Linked DNA regions of Rattus norvegicus: region 1 is linked to region 2. The links are chromatin contacts, called in public Hi-C maps. All regions are on one chromosome and are shown on one strand. The core of a region is the stretch at or near the end of the contact, and the rest is flanking DNA. Distances in the headings are between cores, read along the strand shown. Region 1 holds the start of Dnaaf10 (dynein axonemal assembly factor 10). Region 2 has its middle 32 kb from the start of Cnrip1.

Evidence for each region. A called contact is a pair of places that touch in the nucleus more often than the background predicts.
Region 1: a Hi-C map of psoas muscle shows a contact between it and region 2, with 2.2 times the contacts expected there. The contact joins the promoter of Dnaaf10 here to the enhancer-like site in region 2.

What each region holds. Positions count from the first base shown.
Region 1 is chr14:95,818,483-95,822,638 of GRCr8, forward strand. Dnaaf10 (dynein axonemal assembly factor 10) reads left to right here and starts at 1,790. Exons shown (of 8, transcript NM_001127559.2): 1 at 1,790-2,014. The coding sequence starts at 1,832. Pno1 (partner of NOB1 homolog) reads right to left here and starts at 1,421. Exons shown (of 7, transcript NM_199083.2): 1 at 1,181-1,421; 2 at 910-1,059. The coding sequence starts at 1,384.
Region 2 is chr14:95,694,563-95,699,028 of GRCr8, forward strand. It overlaps a transcript of Cnrip1 not described here. Among named protein-coding and RNA genes, the nearest start is that of Cnrip1, 32 kb to the left of the region's middle. Within about 2 kb of position 1,574, at least 8 of the 93 cell types and tissues checked have an H3K27ac peak or open chromatin away from gene starts, as enhancers often do.

The DNA.
Region 1 (4,156 bases), core at 540-3,039, 120 kb after region 2:
GATGCAATTAGCTTGATAACTCTGGCTAAGGCAGTAAATTTCTTAACCTTCTCTTCCTAATCCTCTGGTATGGATGTCTATCACCCATGTCATACCTTAAGGATCAAATGATGTGGTATAGGTCAAGCTACCTCTGTGCGTCTGATGTACGGTATCAGCAAATCGGTATTAGCAAATACTAAGAATACAAACTAATGAGCCTGCAATAAACAAGGCAGCTAAGTACAATAGAAATGGATAAACTTCTAAAGAGAGCTTGAGTTAGATCTTGAAAGCTGACTGGACCTGAAGAAGACAGCTGAGAAAGTGGCCTTCTCCAGAGAGCAAAGCCACCAAAGATACTGGCAGAAAAAAAAATGGGGGGGGCGGGGGGGGGGACGCACAACTGGATCTCCTACTTGAAAGGCAGGCTTAGCCAAGTGTCTGGCTTCTATCCCTTAGAAACGCTGAGGATCCTAGAATATCATATTAGAAGCATTATGATATGGGAAAATTAATTTCGTATTGACACAGATCTACTGAAGAAAAAAAGAGACTTAATTTACATTTTCCCTGTGACACACGTTTGCTCCAAAAAGAGCACTTACACTGAAGTAGGTACCTGCAGTTAACCCCTTACTGATGTACATCCGTGGACCATTCTCTACTTTTATCAAGTCAACACAGAGAAGACACTCAAAAGGATACACAATATTCAGGAGTGATCTTACAAGCGATTTAGGAATGCAGTCAACACCTGTTTTGAATGTAGTTTTGAGGGTATTTAGTTAATTTGAAATTCACTATAGTAAAACGGGGGTTGGGGGACGCTTAACAGAATAACTCTACGAAGGAAAAAAATGCACTCATTTATTTTAGTTTTGAAGGGGAAAATTCGGTAGGTTAAAAAGGATAAGCCCTTTTCCTTACCCTTATTTCTACATTCCTTGATTTCAGGTTAAAGCGTATCTGAAGTCCTAAATGTTCAACAATCGGGGTAAATATCTTCATCCAGTTTTCTTTTAATGGTGTGTATCTGTTAGCTGGGACGGGAATTTTTCTCGTTTCTTCTTTCCCAGTCTGCAATAAAAACAAACACACACTCAGAAGGCGAGTGGAGAGATGCGGGCTGGAAAGGTGAAAACCGAGAATAGACCCTTTCGTCTGCCTGGGCCCCGCCCCGTCCCATCCGGATCCCCACCAGGAGCTGATCTCCCGAGAGCGGCGGGAAGACCGGCCTCTTCGCCGGCCGCGCCTCCTCCGTGTCCATGCGTCCAGCGTCTCCATCCTGTCCCGCCGCTGACGATTGCTCAGCCTGTCGCTTCTTCGCCCGGCGGCCCCCTCTGTGCGTGACGGGAGTAAAGCCGTCCTCCGTCCCGGTGTTTTGCGTCTCCATCTCGGCCATGTTCAACCCGGATAAGTGCAACCACTGGAACACGTGCGAGGTTGTGCCGCGCATGCGCCAGCCTCCACCAATCAATTTGAAGGCTCCGCCCCTTTTCCGAGGCGGGGTCCATGCGGGGGGCCTAGGGCAGGATTGGTCCGCGGTTCGGAATGGCTGCCCTAGAATATGCCTGTTTGCTAATGTCTCCGTGCCGTCTCGCGCTCGCAGCCAAAGCATTCACATTCTCTAATGTGTCTATGTGAAAACGTTGTGGTAAAGGCGGTAAATCAGCTTGTGCCGTGTGTGGAGAAGTATCTGGTGCGGTCTCAGCAGCTCACCCGGCATTTTCGGAGGCAGCCAAGCCCAGCTTGCTAAGGCGTCCGGGTTGAGTGCGGCTAGGGAGGGACAAACTGCCCCTGAGATGTTTGCAGTTTGGTTACCAGGTTAGCGTTTGGCTGCTTCTGCACCATGTCCACCTTCGAGAAGCCTCAGATCATTGTCCATATTCAAAAGGGCCTCAACTATACAGTGTTCGACTGCAAATGGGTGCCCTGCAGTGCCAAATTCGTGACGATGGGCAACTTCGCCCGGGGCACCGGCGTTATCCAGGTGTACGAGATCCAGCGCGGGGACCTAAAGCTGCTGCGGGAGGTGGGTGCAGGCTTGGATCTGTTTGGGTTTGCGTGGGTCTGCATCTCTCTTTGCCACAGCAGAAACAGAAAGGAGATTACAGATTGAGGAATACTTCAGAGTTAAAACTTTAACATCCCAAAATCTCCTTGCAGAGCTAGTACCTCGGCTCACTGCCAGCCTCTGCCTCTCGCCATTCTCGGTGCAGTCGATTGCAGGGTTTCTGGGAAGCCAAGTGGACATTGCTTGGCAACGTTCGAGGACCATTTAGGCTGTTGGCAATTGTTGTAGTCTACTAGTAGGTCTATGTAATAAACCCACGTGCCATGCCAGCAGAACCAAATGAGGCACCAGCAGGAGACCTACCACGAAGTTGGTGAAGACTAGTAAATACCCCATTCTTTCACAAAGTGTCAGTTCAATGCCTGGTAAGGCCCAGACATGGGAATTGCAATGCCAACGATCTTACGGAATTTATTTTCTGTTGGGGGAGACAGTCAAACAGCCAGACCAAGGATGCATAATGTAAATCAAGATGAGTTTTCTAATACACAGGTCTGTGAAAGTAAAAACAGATTTAGGATGAGTAGTAAGCAACTAAGGCAAATGCAGAGTAGAATATGACGTTTCCAGAAGAAACAACATGAGATAGTGGTGGAAGATCGTTATCTTTTAAAAAACAAAAACCCAAGCTGGAAGTGGTATTGCACAACTTTAATCGCAGCGTTCGGGGGTAGAAGCAAGAGAATTTCAGTTTGAGACCCTGTTTGCAGCGATCACAACCCCTGTTAAAAAAAAATTACCATACACATATAAAAGGGGTAAGTAGGGACCATTGCAAGATCTGTAAGACATTTAACAGATTTGTCCTTTTTTTTTCTTTAAGAAAAGCAGGACACCACTGAAGAACTTTTAGGAGGATAATGAATGACCAGATTACAGGTTTTGTAAAAGGCTGCCAGGTAGCCAATTACAGAATGGTGACAGTAATTGACATTTTCCCCCTTCCTTCCCCTCTCCTCCCCTCCTTTCTCCTTCCCTTTCCTGTACATGTTTTTTGTTTTTTTTTTTCCCTGCATGTATCTGTGTGTACCATATGCAAGTGCACCTGGTGTCCCAGGAGGCCGTAAGAAGGTATTGGATGCGCTGGAATGGAGTTCCGGTGGTTGTGAGTTACCTTGCGGGCCATTCTGCTCTTAATCACCAGGTTGTGTCTTCAGCCCACACTGTTCACGCTTTAAAACTCTTTCTTTCCTTTCTTTCCGAGATGGGTGTTTTCTGTTATCCAGTTGGCCTCAAACTGTTAAACCAGCTTCTCAGGGGGCTGGGATTCAGGCCTGGAGCCACAGTGCTGAGTTGTGGCTAAGGAACAATTTTATAGTTCCTTAAGGTTTTCAGAATGTTTCTATTTGGGTTGACTGAAACAGATAACAGTTTGTTGTTGAGGTGCTGAGAGTTGATAAGAAACTAGGGCAAGTAGGAGATAAATAAACTTGCATGGCAAGCTATGTGTTCCTTCCCTGAGCTTTGCTGAGAGCCTGTTTTCTGGTTTAGTTCCAACTCTATAGCCAGGCATTGGACTTGGAGATTCTAAACATGGTTTGATGCTTCCCGCCTTGCCTTGTGTTCCTCACTGCTTAACGCGCAGTCAACTCTTGCCAGTCCAGGGGCCAGTTCGGATTATCTGATCTCTGCTCAAGGAACCTTTCAGTACATTCCACTCCTATAATACTGACTGTCTGTGGCAGAAATAAACAGTCTGCCGCATAAGCCAGAAAGCAGTGCCTTCTCCTGTGCTTTGTAAAGACCAGTCTCTCAGTACACATTCATTCAAAGAATGAAGACTGAATGAACCTGAGACCCAGTTTTAAATACTGGTGTAGGGATTGCCAATCAGTGTTTCTGGTAAGGACTCTGAACAAGGAAGCATTGGCATAAGAGAAGCCTTAAAGTGAGGGCCAGTCAGCCCTCAGCCAGAAAGCATTTACAGGCTTGTGTTTTGCTTTCCCAAGAATTACAATTTTTTTTATATAGTTTAGTAATAAGTTATTCGAAGTGAAATAGTGTTTATCTCTTCTAATTTCTGAAGAATGCTAGCAAAGTCTTATTTATTTATTCATTTTTAGTGAAAGTAATATGTGTTTATGAGAGAACGTTTAGGAA
Region 2 (4,466 bases), core at 324-2,823:
GACTCAAATCTCTACCCTGAAGGGTAAGGGTCGTGTAGCCAGAGTAAAGCTAACATTCCTAACCGGGCCTCCAGCAAGGCCCAACAATAGCAGCAGGAGTCTAAGCATCCACTAATCAATCAGCATAAGTCCGTCATTACCTTTATTCTGTGGCAACTGCTCCACTGGTGAGCTACTGAGGGCCTCATCCTGTAGCTGAGCATATACACCACAAGCATTCAGACTCCACTGCCTGCTCACGGAGCACTTCAAAAAACATGGCACCCAGTCTGTGCGCCACGTGATTCCATAAGAAGGAATTTCCTCTTTAAAAAAAATAACGTCCTACCCTCTATCTTATCACTTACTTGAACATAAACAAACCCCACCTTGTTGGGGAAAGGCAGTTGGAGATTTTGTTTCTTTTTCTCTACCTGCAAGCTTTCATATGAGAATGTGGGGGTCCCTACCTGCAATCCCAGCACACGGGAGGATGAAACGAGAGAATTATTAAGTTCAAGGCAGCCTGTGCCTCATAGCCAGACCCTGTCTCAAAACACCAATCGCGTGCAAGGTTAATGGAAGTACTTATGAAGAGGTGATTTATTACAGGACTAAATTTGGAAGCCTTTGTTCCACCAGTTAGTAGCCTGCAATGAGTCTGTGCTACCACCAGGGAACAGTAATTCCCCGGTTTGGGGCTAATAAAAAGCTCACTGTGTTCCTCAGTGAGCTCGTTCCAATAGAATAGCATTTACTACATTTGCCAAGCAAGAGCGCAAGCCTACTTCTAATTGCCATATTTTAAACGTCTAACTTCAATTATTGGCCAGACATTAAACTATTTTTAAAAGTAGGGTTTTCTCTGGAATGCGGAGCGATCTGAAGACAATAAAAGGGGGACGGCGGCGCAGGGGAAGTCTTTATAAATATTTGATTCATAAAATGTTGTGTTTGTGAAATAGGCGTTTTCCAGCCCGTAAGTGACCGCAGAGCTTGGGCGTGTGCTTGGGGGCTGGACGTGGTTTCATCATGCTTGCAATAATGTGTGCTTCCTGAGGCCAGAGCTTCACTGCGAGTTCAAAACCAGTCAACACAGGACTGGAGGCAAAGTGGCGAATCTAACCATGTCAGCTTCGCCGCACAGAGGTGCTAAAAGAGCACGGGTGAAAAGCCAGGGCGTGAGCCCCACTAAGACCTCTCCTGAGCCCACGGTCCCCTCAGCCTATTCTATTCTAAAGTTTTACCAAAACCCTTTAAAATCTATGGCTCGCACCTCTCTTTTTAGAGTGGTGTGTGTGTGTGTGTGTGTGTGTGTGTGTGTGTGTGTGTGTGTGTGTGTGGCGGGGTTGGGGGTGGGGGATGGACGAGTGGTATAAATGAAGCAATAGGAAATCTTAACAATTCATCTGCCATGCTTCTGTCAACTTCTGTTCTATTTAGTATTGGACTCCAGCCCAGACTCTCTGGCTACTTTTCTCTGGTTCTCCTCCTCCTCCAAAATATAAGTGCTCAGCGCTATCAAGCAGCTGAGTTGTAACTTTGTCCCTCAACCACCTGGGAGAGTTATTTTTGTACAAGTTGTAGTCACTCCTTTTACTTCCAACCTCAGATGGCTCCCTCCCTAGAAGCCTGAGGAATGAGGCCATCCTTTTCATTGGGGTGGTGATGAAAACACTTTGAAGCAAGCGGAAGGGACGACATGCATTGGGGTATATGCTCGTTTCTTGAGAAGTCGTCTCTCATGGGGGCTGGAGAGATGGCTCAGTGGTTAAGAGCATTGATTGCTCTTCCAGAGGTCCTGAGTTCAATTCCCAGCAACCACATGGTGGCTCACAACCGTCTGTGATAGAATCCAATGCCCTCTTCTGATGTGTGTAAAGAGAAGTCCTCTCTCTAGCCATGTAAAGGGCACAGGTCACCGATGCGAACATAAAACATGACAAAAATAAAGATTCTGCCACAGACGCGTCAAAATCCCTTCGCTACAGACCGCGTTTCCTGCAATGACCTCCGACTCTGAGGTTAGACACAGTTCTGCCATGTGCACTGATCCAGTTTCTGGCTCTTTGGAAATTAAAAGCAGAACGAGTAGAGGAAAGAGGCAGAATAATCCCCCCCACACACACACACAGGAAAAGAAGGCAATCATCACAGTAAGTCAAAACATATACTAGTAATGTCCATTTACAGTAGAGATGCAAATCTCTCCTAAATCGAGGCGTCGCTACAGATACCAAATAAAAATTCATGTACATGGCCATGGCTCAGAGTCATTTAAGGGCACCGGCCCACGGTTTTCATTAATGCATCGTGCATGGTCCAGTGCTTGGGGGCTCAGATTCCGGAACCAAATACCTCGTTTAAGTCCTCATCCGGGACGGGAGAAGGAAGTCTAGACTGCCCTGCCTCCACCTCCCAGTGCTGGAATTGAAGGTGTCAACACCACACCTGACAAGACTCCCGTCTTTAATAAAATGCAGAACCAGGACAGAATCAGAGCACTTCAGTAAAGGTCAAGATTCATGTCAAATTTTCTATATCTTATTTCTTTCAATCACCTTGTCCTTGTGAGACAGGCAATGTACATCCCGTTTCCATTTCTCAAAGAAAAAAAAAAATCGTCCTGGAGATTGAAAAGCAAGATGCACGTTTACTTTCTTACAAGAAACCCCTTCATTTGACTTTTAATTTTGCCATTTGTGAGTTGATAAAAAAAAATAATACCTGATAAAGCCTCTCTTCTTCCCCTTACTCTCCGTTTGACAAGCAGAGTTTATTTAAAATATGTAATTATATATCCTCGGCCCTGCACTGTTTTGGGGGGAAAAATTGTTACGTTTGCTTTGCTTTGGTCTGTTTTAGCGTAGTAGATCACCTGATGTTCCCAAAGGAAGTGTGTGTGTTTGTGTGTGTGTGTGTGTGTGTGTGTGTGTGTGTGTGTGTGTGTGTTACAACACCTATAACATGATGATTTTTGCCAAGAGCAGAAGCATTCTTTTCCTGGAAGATCATTTTTACAACAGTCCCTCATATCTATATGAGATATTTTCTAAGACCCCTAGTGGATACCAAAAACTTTGAATAACACCAAAACCTATACATTCTGTTTGCTTGTTATACCTAATTTATGTAGTAAAGTTTAATTTGTGAGTTATGTACAAAAAAATTAATAACATCAATAATAATATAGCATAATTGTAAACACAAACCCTAATATCCTAAGAGAGATTGCATCAAACTGCTCAGAACTGCATACAGTTTAAAATGTATGGACTGGAGTTTATTTCTGAAGTTACCTCTTTGATTTTTTTTGGGCTAACCACTGACAATGGACAAATGACACTGTGGAGAGCAGAAGTTTGGATAAATGGACACCACTACATTTCCTGCAGCAGATTACATGGCGATAATCTTTTCCAGTAAAAGTTACGATGAATTAAACATTTTATTTAGGAAATAAGGCTCCTAACCTTCTGGCTCCCAACAAATGAACTTTTTGGTCCTGCACTAGAATTTCTGGGTATTCCAGATGGACACAGTAGCCCCAGCTTCCTTGAACACTGTCAGCCCAGCAGTTTCTCGGTCAGCATACAGCCTGTCCCTGTAAGCAATGCCCTGCCAAGTAAATGTGACATTTAGGCTGTCACATTTAAGGTTGTCAAATGGTTGAGTCAAGAAATGTCCAAAGTTGAGTTAGATGTTTGGTTTTATTATTTTATTTCTCTGAAGTGTCATCAACCTCTCTCCACCTAACGTCTGCTTTTCTCACTCTCGTGACAGCTTCCACATCTCCTTATTGGCTCACTGGAAACTGGCTGACACAGCAAAAAGGGTGTTGAGAATCTAGAAAGAGCTGGCTAACCGGCCAGCTGGCTGGCTCACTGGCCATAGCACCAGCCAGCAAAAAGTTTGGAATAGATTAGTCCTCAGCAGGCTAAAACCGATCTACTGAAAAGATTTTTGAAAGAAAGAAAGTGAATGGGGGTGGGGTGGTGTCTGAATTCTCTTACTGACATCTCTTCTAGTTAGCTTGCTTTTTTGTTTTTTTTTTTGTTTGTTTGTTTTTTTTTTACAATAATTGGCTACTTGAAGAAAATTGTGCATTTACTTTTGTCAGGGTAGTGTTGCTGATCAAATGTTTCTAACCCTCCCCCAATGAAACCCAGGACAGGATCTGTGATGGAGCACTGGGCTAGTAGCTGAGACCAATGAATTATAAACAAACACGGTCTGAACCGCTTCCAGACAGGACAATCAGGTTGGCTCTTCGGTGGCCAGCAGACAACTTCTCACCCAAGATGTTTAATGTGATAAATGCTAAATTATATAGAAAATCGAAGGCCTGCACAAGCATCCCACGGGTTTCCCACGTAATGTGTCTTTGCTTTATGATATGACTGCTGCACTGTGAGGTTTCTCCCTTTCCTCGCTATCACAGGAGCCTGTAAGGTGCACTTTTTCCACCCTCTAACCGAATCCCTCCA